Regions from separate parts of the Mus musculus genome. Here region 2 is linked to region 1. A link is a contact called in public promoter capture Hi-C data. All regions are on one chromosome and are shown on one strand. The core of a region is the stretch at or near the end of the contact, and the rest is flanking DNA. Distances in the headings are between cores, read along the strand shown.

The links. Promoter capture Hi-C pulls out the DNA fragments that hold promoters and counts their contacts.
Region 2: a promoter capture Hi-C map of the HPC-7 cell line shows a contact between it and region 1. The contact joins the enhancer-like site here to the promoter of Plscr2 in region 1. A contact is called at or near these places in 8 of 39 promoter capture datasets (3T3-L1-derived adipocytes, the C10 cell line, the HPC-7 cell line and 4 more), 2 of 484 Hi-C or Micro-C datasets (the C2C12 cell line and the G1E-ER4 cell line) and 4 of 9 other capture datasets (adipose tissue, liver, macrophages and 1 more).

What each region holds. Positions count from the first base shown.
Region 1 is chr9:92,273,393-92,278,657 of GRCm38.p6, reverse strand. Plscr2 (phospholipid scramblase 2) reads right to left here and starts at 3,056. Exons shown (of 8, transcript NM_008880.3): 1 at 2,645-3,056.
Region 2 is chr9:92,483,194-92,488,569 of GRCm38.p6, reverse strand. Plscr4 (phospholipid scramblase 4) reads right to left here. Exons shown (of 9, transcript NM_178711.3): 5 at 4,707-4,749; 6 at 3,624-3,850. Among named protein-coding and RNA genes, the nearest start is that of Plscr4, 29 kb to the right of the region's middle. Within about 2 kb of position 3,484, at least 11 of the 459 cell types and tissues checked have an H3K27ac peak or open chromatin away from gene starts, as enhancers often do. A contact at or near this core is called in the HPC-7 cell line, where this site is marked.

The sequences.
Region 1 (5,265 bases), core at 1,807-4,306:
TGGCTAATGAAGGTTCTGAAAACTTCCAACAAATGTTAACAACAATTCAAAGATGACTGACCATTATTTTCACTTTGCCTCTTTGTCAGAAAAGTACACCTAATGGCAAATCATCAATGACTTCTATAAGGAATATAGGCAAGTTTTCCTTATTTTATATTAAAATTTTCAAATTTTAATTTTTTATTTTCAGTTGAGTTAACAGTTGAATTAAGATTATAACGTTTGTACTGTAGATCTATACATATGTACGGTAATATTTCTTGTCTAGTTTTAAGAAGATCTCATCTTTTGGCTTGACTAACTGAGAAATCTAATGCAAATTAGGACCCAAGAGCATGCTGGGAAGTTGGAAATATGTAAAAAAGAAATGCTGTGTGTCAGGTGGATCTTAAGTCGTTGGTGGTCTCTGCCCTATATGCACCTAATGGGAATAAATGAGGGTTACATTTCCAAGTGGCAACCGCCCACTCTTTACACAGAACAGATTCTAAAATATGTTCACTGATGCACGTTCCTGCTCCCTTCTTCCTACCCTGTTACTTTACTATGAGTCTTAACATAAGAGAGTCAGGAGGAGCACCTATTGACAAAGGGCTGCAGAAAAGAGCCGAGTGCCTTTATTTGGTCACTTCATTATCCCTGCGAACCCTCCCTGGACAAGCCTGTGCTTCCTTCCTCACTGTTCCAGATCATCTGCTTTCCTCCACATAACAGATACTAAACCGATGAGGTAAAAGTAACTATTGATAACATTTAGCTCCCTAGTCACACGAACTAAAATGATTAAAATCCTTTGTGCTTATTTGCTCAGTTCACCAGAAGACACACACACACAAAACAAACTACATCCATCAAGTTTTAGGGAGATTCTTAGCAACTTCAATCAAGGCATCTTTCTTATGAAGGACAGAACAGCCTTTTAATTGGATCTGTTCTCCTGGCCATGTTAATTCTCCTAAGGTAAGAAACAATTTTAAGTGTTTAATAAAACAAAATTTAGAATAATAAACAAACATTAAATAATTAAATATAAATAAATAAATAATAAAAACTGTTTATTTTAATTAACACCCAGACATTCAAGCTGAGTGATATTAATCATAAATTGTAGAGAATGGGCATGCACACACATATTTATACAAACATTTCTTATTTAAGTATTTAAATATTTGACATAATAAAAGCCAACTGTCACCTAGTCCTTTATGGTAGCAGCAGCTACTCTAACAACCTATACTAATTGATGTAAAATCAATTTAACCTATTAGGTCTTGTACTAGACTTTAACTTGTATTCGTAATAGAATTTGTTGCGTAATTTGTAAGAGTAGCTGAAACAGTATACATGGAGACTGGTCCAGAGTCTGCGGATGTGAAGGAGTTGAGAGAGGGTCACACTCAGGCAGCCTGAGTGGGCAGTGTGGGCACACACAGTCTGCTCTGTCTTTTCTGAGCTCTTGGTACTATAAAATGCCAAGCCTAGTTTGGGTTCCAATTAATACTTATCCTTCAATAGCTAGCAGGCTTTGTGATATGTTTCTCTAATCCCCCTCCTCGATGGCCTTGATTAAGGATTGCACTTAACTGTGAAATGGTATTATTAAGTTGAACTGGGGCCTCATGTGATCTTTTCAGACAGGATGTGGTATGGGATGCTAGGTAGGAGAAAAATAAGTAGAAAAGAGCCATCTACTACTTCCCAGGTATTATTTATGGCATATGCAACTCCATTATCTTCTCATTTGGTATCATAAGTGGCATAGCTCCTGGCTTAAAGCACCCTGTACAAATGGTATAGACTCTGGCCAGGGGGATAACAAGCAGAGGCATAAGGTAATAGCAGTCACTAGACCAGAAATGATATTCGTAAAAGGTTAATAAAATATGCTGCAAGAAAGAGGCAAGCAGACTCTCAAAACACCCTCTTAAAAGGGAATGTGTGTCTAACTAAAACCGATAAGAACAATTACTGGCCTTAACGCTCCTGCTTTGTCTATAGATATGCGGGTACTCCACTTGCTTGTTAAATAATATGGTTTATAGCTATAACTGTCTTTTGAGAGTGGCCCTTGGAGGTGAGCTATCTGGGCCAAGTTACTCTTGAACGTATGTGTGAGACCTCCCAGGTACTGGTTCCAACTGCCAGCTGTCAAAGTCTGATTACTCAGTCATGAGGAGTCGCTGTACTTTCGGCCTCTTTGTGTCTAAAATTAACGGGGTTGTTTGTTTGTTTTACAAAAGTACAAGAGGTGCCTCTGACCTCCAATAAGTTAAGAGCCTTCTCCTAATAAAACAGGAAATTTTGTTTACAACCAAGAGGCTTGAAATGGAAAGAAATAGAACACATAAAGGCAATATCCACTGGACAAGTGAATAACTGGCTGGCTGCTTGTTACAAGATACAGGAAAATAACCCGAAACTCCTACCTGCCCACAGACAAACCTGACTGAACTACATTTTACCTCTCCAGGCAGAGGTACTTCCCTTGCCCGTGTGCCCACCTCCCCTTCCCAGTCACCTTCTTGGTCACCTTTCCTAACTTCCAGCTTAAATCTCCACCCTCAGATTTCTCTTCGCAGGGCTTATAAAAGTTCTGGGTCCGGTGAAGGTCATGGATCTCTTTAGAGGGCATCTGGCTTACCTTTCTCATGCAGCTCCAAGTGAGGCGAATTCCTAGAATCCTAGCACCAGCAGCGACTCAGCTCTCCAGACTCCTCTCAGAAAGGCATAGGTGCTGCACTACTCCACTAGACTAAAGTCAGGGAGAAAAAGCACCTGGACTTTGAGGCAGTTTAGGTTTTGTTTCCTGAGTCTTTAGATTTCCTTTTCCTGACTGGAAAGATACGCAACCAAATTGAAACCCTGTCTGAGTTCTAAGTCCTTTGAGAATTGTTAGCTGCTCCTGGCAGAGGCTCTCAGTAGAAATGAATATCTGGTCTGTGCACAGTTCTGGAACGCCAAAGGAACACTTACTGGCATTCCCTTTACTCTGACCTCCACTGCATTCTTCAAATGCTGGCACTGATTCAAAAGGAGACTCAGGAATGCTTTCCCTTCCTTCTTGTTTTGTTTTGTTTTGTTTTGTGTTAGGAGAGTCAGAGTGCATATCCCGATAGTTCTCAAATGCCTAACTTCTTCTACTGAGTACCAGCAGGAGCCGGTAGGACCACCAATATTATTTTTCCTTATTATATTTTTGTCACAATCTTGGGACAGTTGTTCACATTCAGGTGAATGAGCCTCTTTGAGACGGAGTCTCCCTATGACTGTTATGGGTCTGGGGTCACTCCGAGATTCACCACCACCACAGGTAAGTTTTAATAAGAGGCTTTATTAAATACTGCCACTCGATATTCATGGCACCAGAACGGCAACCCAGAGTGCTCTCCAGATGCAACAGCTAGTCATATCAAGCCAAACCCACAAGACTGCTTGTGTTTTGTCTACCTGGAGGCAGAGTCTAATTTTAACATATATGTCTTGTAGATGTTCTAGTCATTGAGAAGAGTATGCAAGCTTGAGTACAAAAGCTGGAAATAGTCTCTTTAGTAGGTCTCAAACCAGAGACAAAGGGCTGAGTTCCATTAACATATGAAATTGAATGCTGGCTACCTGGTTCTCCCTGCATCCCTCACTCCCTACCCGTTTCAGGGCCTGACTGCCATATTTGGTTTGGTACCCTAAATTCTCCTCCAGCCAACAGGCTGGGCTGCTCTTCCCTATAAAATCCAATCATGTAAGTTACCTGGATGTTTTTTTGGTTTGCCTTGCTTTTTGTTTGGTTTGTGGTTGTTGTTTTTTAGGTGTTTTCCTTGTTTGTTTGGTTTGTTGTTGTTGTTTTGTTTTGTTTTTTGGTCTATCCTTTACCCTCTTGGCCAGTCTCTTGTCCCCGGCTATCCCCTCCTTAGTTGGCAGACCATCTCTTATCTCCCTTCTACTGCCTTCCTCTTCCCCTCCCCTCTCCTCACATGGCCCAGCTCAGCCTGTCTGTGTGGTGCACTCTGGACTCTCCCTTTTCAGTGCTTTCGTGACCTCTCAACCACAGTAAAGTCTAAACTTTAAGTGTACTTGTTAATCATCAGACACCTCACTTCCTGAGTTCGCTTTTCTTTCACACAAAGCTGGACTGTTTCTCCTGCCTCCCTTCACTGCTCCCCACAAAATGACTACAGAATTTTTAAAAACTCCTCAACAGATAAAAATTCTAGAGAGGGACTAGTAGAGCTCCTGATAGGCAGACAAAGGGGGGGGGGGAGCGGGGGAGCCATGACTACATAATGAAAGGCTTCTTCCTCACCCTTGATCAGAGGTGAAAACCAGTCAGCCTAAACCAAGGGCCTCAAAGAGGGTTTCTCCTCTCCTTAGCCTCTCATCCCCTCACCCCTGCTGATGGATTCTCTGGACAAGTTCACCAGATCAGATCAGGCCATGTTTATATAACAGTTGTGGACCGATCCACCATCCTGTCTATCTTTAAAATGACAAGCCCTGAACTAGGGGAGGAAGACTCTTCAGGGGAAAAAAAAAAAAACCAAACAACAAAAACGAGCTCTTGAGAAAAGTGGGTTTTCAACTTGGGCATCCCCTTCCCCTCCTGCTTTTCCAGGGTCTTTTCTTTCCTCTGTGTGTCTGCTCCAAATCTATTTTCCTTACCCCCAGTACAGGCCTCTCCTCAAGGGCTGCGTCCAGCTGCTTTCTGGAGATTTTTCCTTTTTGTACTTGTCAAGCTTGAAATTTTTCCTGCTATTTCATTCTTTTTTTTTTAATTAGATATTTTCTTTATTTACATTTCAAATGTTATCCCCTTTCCTAGTTTTTCCTCCGAAAATCCCCTAGCCCCTCCCCCTCCCCCACCCACCTATCTCATTCTTTAACTGGCATAGAAAATGGACCCCATGGAGAACCCTAGATGGAAACAGTCGTCCATAGCCACGGTACAGATGCTACTGCAGAAGGAAGGACTGAGTGTGCTCATAACTGACAGATGGAGAAGATGGCATACACACCATTTTAGAACTAGGCCTGACTTCAAAAGGAAAGCCATGCATTCCAAGAACAAGGCCATAAAATCCCCCAGGCAAACAGCGTGGGGATGACCACAAGGATGGAGATATATCTGTGCTGGGCAGCCTTATATGCTGTGTGTATCTCATTCTGGGGTTAAACATTCATGACACAAGAATGCAGTCCACTAACCACCTGGTCACAAGCCAGTCACAAACCAATCCATGTAACATCCCCAACACCCACCATTGAGGCTTT
Region 2 (5,376 bases), core at 2,235-4,734, 210 kb before region 1:
TTCGGATGCTTTTTGTGCACAATGCACACCAGTGTCACTCACACGCACGTACACACATATGCCGCCCCCCCCCCCCCCAATTCATGCATGCACACATCTGGATATGTTCTTAGTCATTCAAGGGCAAGGAGAATAAATGTTGGGAAGGAAAGACTTGTGTTTCCCTGGGGGCCGTTTGCAGGGTTGTCTTTCAGAAAGCACTCGAAAGAGGTGAGGTCATGTTTCACTGTGGGACAAAGAACAGGCTTAATTACCCACTCAATTGCTTGATATAATATTTCAGTTATCTAATCTCAGTGCTTCTCTCAGGACACACAGCAGTGTCTGGACAAATACACCACCTCTCCCAGCCAACCCTGAAGGACTTGAGGCAAAGAAGACCCTAAATGAATGTACTGGTACTCATGTGGCTGGCCACAATAATGACCTTTGTTTCATCTAGGACCCTCATGTTTTCTAACTCCATTAGGTGTGACCAGTTAACTTAAAAAAAAATCTTAACCAGAAAACCTAAATCTCCTACACACAACTATAACAAAACAAAAACACAAGAGAATGAAGCATTGTGAAAACTGTAAGACTGCCCCCCGCTTCCACCTTTGAGGCGAATGTGTTCCAAGGCATTAGTAGTCTCCTCAAGTACAAAGGGTTCTGAACTCAATATTTAGCATGATTTACAATAAACACATGCTCTAGCAAAGTTTAATCTATCAATTAGTCACTGTACAGAACTAACAAAAGAACAGTTCCAACACTCTGTCTTATAGTAGAAATCATGTGAATGTCCCCTTTCAACTGCCACTGCGTGCATGGCATGTACACCTTTGACACTCTGCACAAAAGAATAATTCATGTTCCAGAATTCCCCATTCAGCTTATGACTTGCTTATTTCTGGAACTTGCCGTTGGCATTTCAGACTACAGTTGTCTACAGTAGTTAAAAGCACAGAAAGTACAATTGCCGATGGGGTGGGGTGCTGTGCTGTCACAGTTAAAAACCTCTGTGTAGAGGTAGATAACTGCATTTTATTAAAGATTTTAAAATATTGTCCACTATCCTGTTATATTTAATTATCTGTACATTAAAATTTTATAAAAGATGAGACCTTCTCTCTCTCTCTCTCTCTCTCTCTCTCTCTCTCTCTCTCTCTCTCTCTCTCTTTCTCGCTCTCTTTTTAGTTTTGTTTTTGTTTTTCAAGACAAGGTTTCTCTGTATAGCCCTGGCTGTACTGGAACTCACTTTGTAGACCAAGCTGGCCTCGAACTCAGAAATCTGTCTGCTGCTGCCTCCCGAGTGCTGGGATTAAAGTCGTGAGCCCTCTTTTAATAACAAGAGTTATATAGACTAAATTCTTTCTTTAAGAAGTCCAGCGTGAAAGGGTCATTGCTGTCCTGCTTTCTTCTGCACTTTCAGAAGGCTGTTGGGAATGGATTTTATACAGCATTGGACATTGTCAGAGCCATTACACACACACACACACACACACACACACTATTCATATATATTATTCAAATGTATATAATTGTACCTGTACAAAGGATTAAATTTGATAGTTCCTTAGAACCAAAATTTCATAAATGTTTAAGCCTATGAGACTTTAAAATACTCCCCAAGGCTGCGCGTTAGTGAAGTACTAGGCTGTGGAAGTGACCATTGGATGCTTCCCTTCTCATGACTTCCTTGAGGAACAAACTGCAGAGCTTCAGAATGAAATAGTGGCTGCCAAAAAACTAGTGGTGAAAGCGAGGATGAGTGGGAAGTTTGTTAATGGAGATCATTTCCGTAGTAATGAAACTGGCGACATTGTGGGCCACAAAGCAAGCCTTAACAAATACAGAGAATTGAGACGCTTCCTTATAGTCTGTCAGACCACAACAGAATAAAACTAGAAACAGCGTGAAGGAAAACTATAGAAATGACACCAGTACTCGCACACTTTCTATGAACACTGGATCACTGAAGAAATCAAGGAGAAACTTGAAATAATAATACATTCAAGTTGAAATAACAACAAAGCTTCTCAAATAACCAGGACGCAGACGGGGCAGTTCTAAGGGAAATGTTGGAGCTGGGAAGGCCCCCGTTAAAGGTCAGCTCTCAAATAATCTAATGAGTCACTTAAAGGTTCTGGAAAGTTAACAGCAAGCCCAGTCAAAATGAGGTAGATGGTAAGTAATTATAAAGATTAGGGCAGAAAACTGATAACTTAAAAAGATACACAAGCTCAACTAAAATACTTTATTTTTGAAAAGATGAACAAGATTGAAAGATCCCTAGCCACATGAGCCAAAATAAAAAGAGGGCAAAATTTAACAAAATTACAGACAAGGGAGAGGAATTAAAACAAAGTCCAATGTAATCCAAAAGTACCTTTAGGCAATGCTATGAAAACTTTCCGAACAGCTTAATGCATATCATCTGCAAAAATTAAATCAAGAAGATATAAATAACTTAATCAGAACAGTAATAACCAACAAGATTAACTGAGCAAAGGTAGTGTGTTCCCTTGGTATCAAAACCATATAATGGCAGAACATAAAAGAAACCCACAGAACACTAGGCAGAAACCTCTCAGGAAAATACTGGAAACTGAATTCAAGAACTCATTAAGAAGATCATACTTCATGACCAGTGATTATATTTCATGATCCATTTCAAGTGGCCAAGAACCCGGGTCATGCTTATAGAAGAAAATCTACTATTACTGAGCTAACAGAACATAGCAATAAAATGACTCTCAGTGACCTATTGCTATACCCATCGCTTCACTTGACCCTCATCAGAAAAGCTTCTTGAAGCAGATGGGAAATAACACAGAGACCCACAAGTGGCCAATATACAGAGATAAGGATGTGGGTTCATTCAGCTCTAAATGGAATGTCTCCATCTACACCTACAATCTCAGGTCTTAGGATCTATGCAGAAGAGGAGGTAGAAATGTTCTAAGAACCAAGAGTGATAAATGACTCTAAGGGAACAGCATCTTCAGGACACATGGCCTCACAGAGACTGGGACACATGTACAAGTTTGTTATTGTTTTTTTCTTGATTGCTTGCTTGTTTTCTGCAACAATTCTTTTTTCTGGACCTGCGTTATGGCACACGAGAAAGACCAAACCACAACACAGCGCATGCACACTGTATGTCTAACTCTACCATCTTCAGGGTACTTCTGGATGGCATTACATCTACTTTTAAGACTTTTTTTTTTTTTTTTTTTTTTTTTTTTTTTTTGCAGAAAACTGTAGGCTGTGATTGGCTCCTGCAATCAAAAGTCCTTCCCCATTTGTCATCTGTGGAATATGTTGATACCATTGTATAACATATGATTACTGTCCTTCCCTATAAGTACCTAATTCATCAGAAAGTAACTACTGCCAAAGCAGCCTCAAGTTGTACTTGATGCTCCCACCCCAGCCCTGCCACCTATCTAGCACATAAGGAGAGGAAAACTGTTAAGGTCTGTCTTGTGATATAATTAAGCTTCCTTCCTCTCCCCTAGTTTCAGTTTCATTCTGAGCAGTAGGGCTAGAAAGCTTTCCTTCATGTTTAGGAAGAAGACCAACCATTGTGTCAAGGGCAGATCAGGAAGCAACTCTGAATCCCACCCCTGGTCTCTGACCTCTTGTCTTGCACAGGGGCAGCAGAAGCAACAGCAGGTGCATCGGAAAGGCCTCTGCATGGTCATGATCTCTCGGCCCAGGCAGTCAGTGACCCGGAGCACAAAGGGTCGTAGGTTCCGATAGGCATTCCTGGTAAAGTCATCTGTGTCTTCAGTTACGATATAGACCATCTGGTCTATGTTGTTCTTGATGTCATATCTATTATTAGTTTCAAAACGTGTCATCACTAAAAGTTAGAATGAGAAAAGGATCTTAAGTTAGAACCAGCTGAGACAGGCTTCAGACAGCCTTCGTTATTTAATGAAAGAAGATAAAGGAAGGAGAAGAAGGATGAAGAGAAGGAGGACAATGAAAACGATGAAGACGACAATGAAGACGACGACAAAGACGACGAAGGAGACAGAGGAGGAGGAGAAGTAGTAGTTGTAGTACTTGTGGTAGTAGTGGTGATAGTAGTATGATTGGAGCTGAAAGCCAAAAAGATTTTTAAAAATTTCAGGTGAAAAGGTGAAATACAACCATGTGAGCCATTAAGCATTCTCAAAATGTCAAACATTTGCTAGGTTTATGAAATTATTTTCACAGTTTTCCCACATAAAAGTAATAGATAATACAATGTTCCTGAAATATTGGAATCCAGAAAATGTTAATAATAAAACCAGTTTAACGAATCACACATCAGACTATGATTTAATCAGCTCATGAAATGGACAAAATGACTGGAGACATGGTACTTGTGAATACGAAAATAAATTCAGAATGACCAAAGCCAGCTCCTACCTTGAGCACAAGGGACCTGCAGGGAGCTGAGAACCAAGCCACCTGACTATGATCGTCTTTCCAGGGGTCCATAGATGAAAGATCATCAGTGCATGGAATAGCAATAGATAAGACTCTATATAATAATTCACTCTACTGCTTTTATGAATATAAAGTAACAGAGAATAGTCTTCTCTCTCTGAATCACTAGAAAAGGCCATCAACATAAAATGAGGGACTAGGTATGAAGTAATACAAATTTCCATCTGATTAAAATACCTCTAATCAAAACACAATGTGAATCAGGACAAAGTTATACATACGTTCCAGAGGCTCAACATGCTGAAGAACGTGTATGTTGTCCAACTGTGGGGACAGAACAAAAGCAATTAGAAGACAGAAAGACAGAATTATGTGCTTGGGGTTCAGGGGTGTTAAAGAGAGTCTGAGATGTTGAGAGGGAGCCATGGACTGAACATTCTATGATCCTCTCTCTTTGTCTAGTTTTCTCTTCTTATTTTGTTTTTCATTTTTTCTTTTTCTTTTTTCTCCTTTTTTCGAGACATGGTTTCTCTGTATATCCCTGATTGTCCTGGAACTCACTCTGTAGACCAGGCTGGACTCGAATTCAGAAACTTGCCAGTTTCTGCCTCCTAAGTGCTGGGATTGAGGGCGTGCGCCACCATTGCCCAGCTGTTTTTCTTTTCTTTTTTTTTTAAAATATTTTTTATTATTACGTATTTTCCTCAATTACATTTAGAATGCTATCCCAAAAGTCCCCCATACTCTCCCCCACCCCCACTTCCCTACCCACCCATTCCCATTTTTTGGCCCTGGCATTCCCCTGTACTTGGGCATATAAAGTTTGCGTGTCCAATGGGTCTCTCTTTGCAGTGATGGCCGACTAGGCCATCTTTTGATACATATGCAGCTAAAGACAAGAGCTACAGGGTACTGGTTAGTTCATAATGTTGTTCCACCTACAGGGTTGCA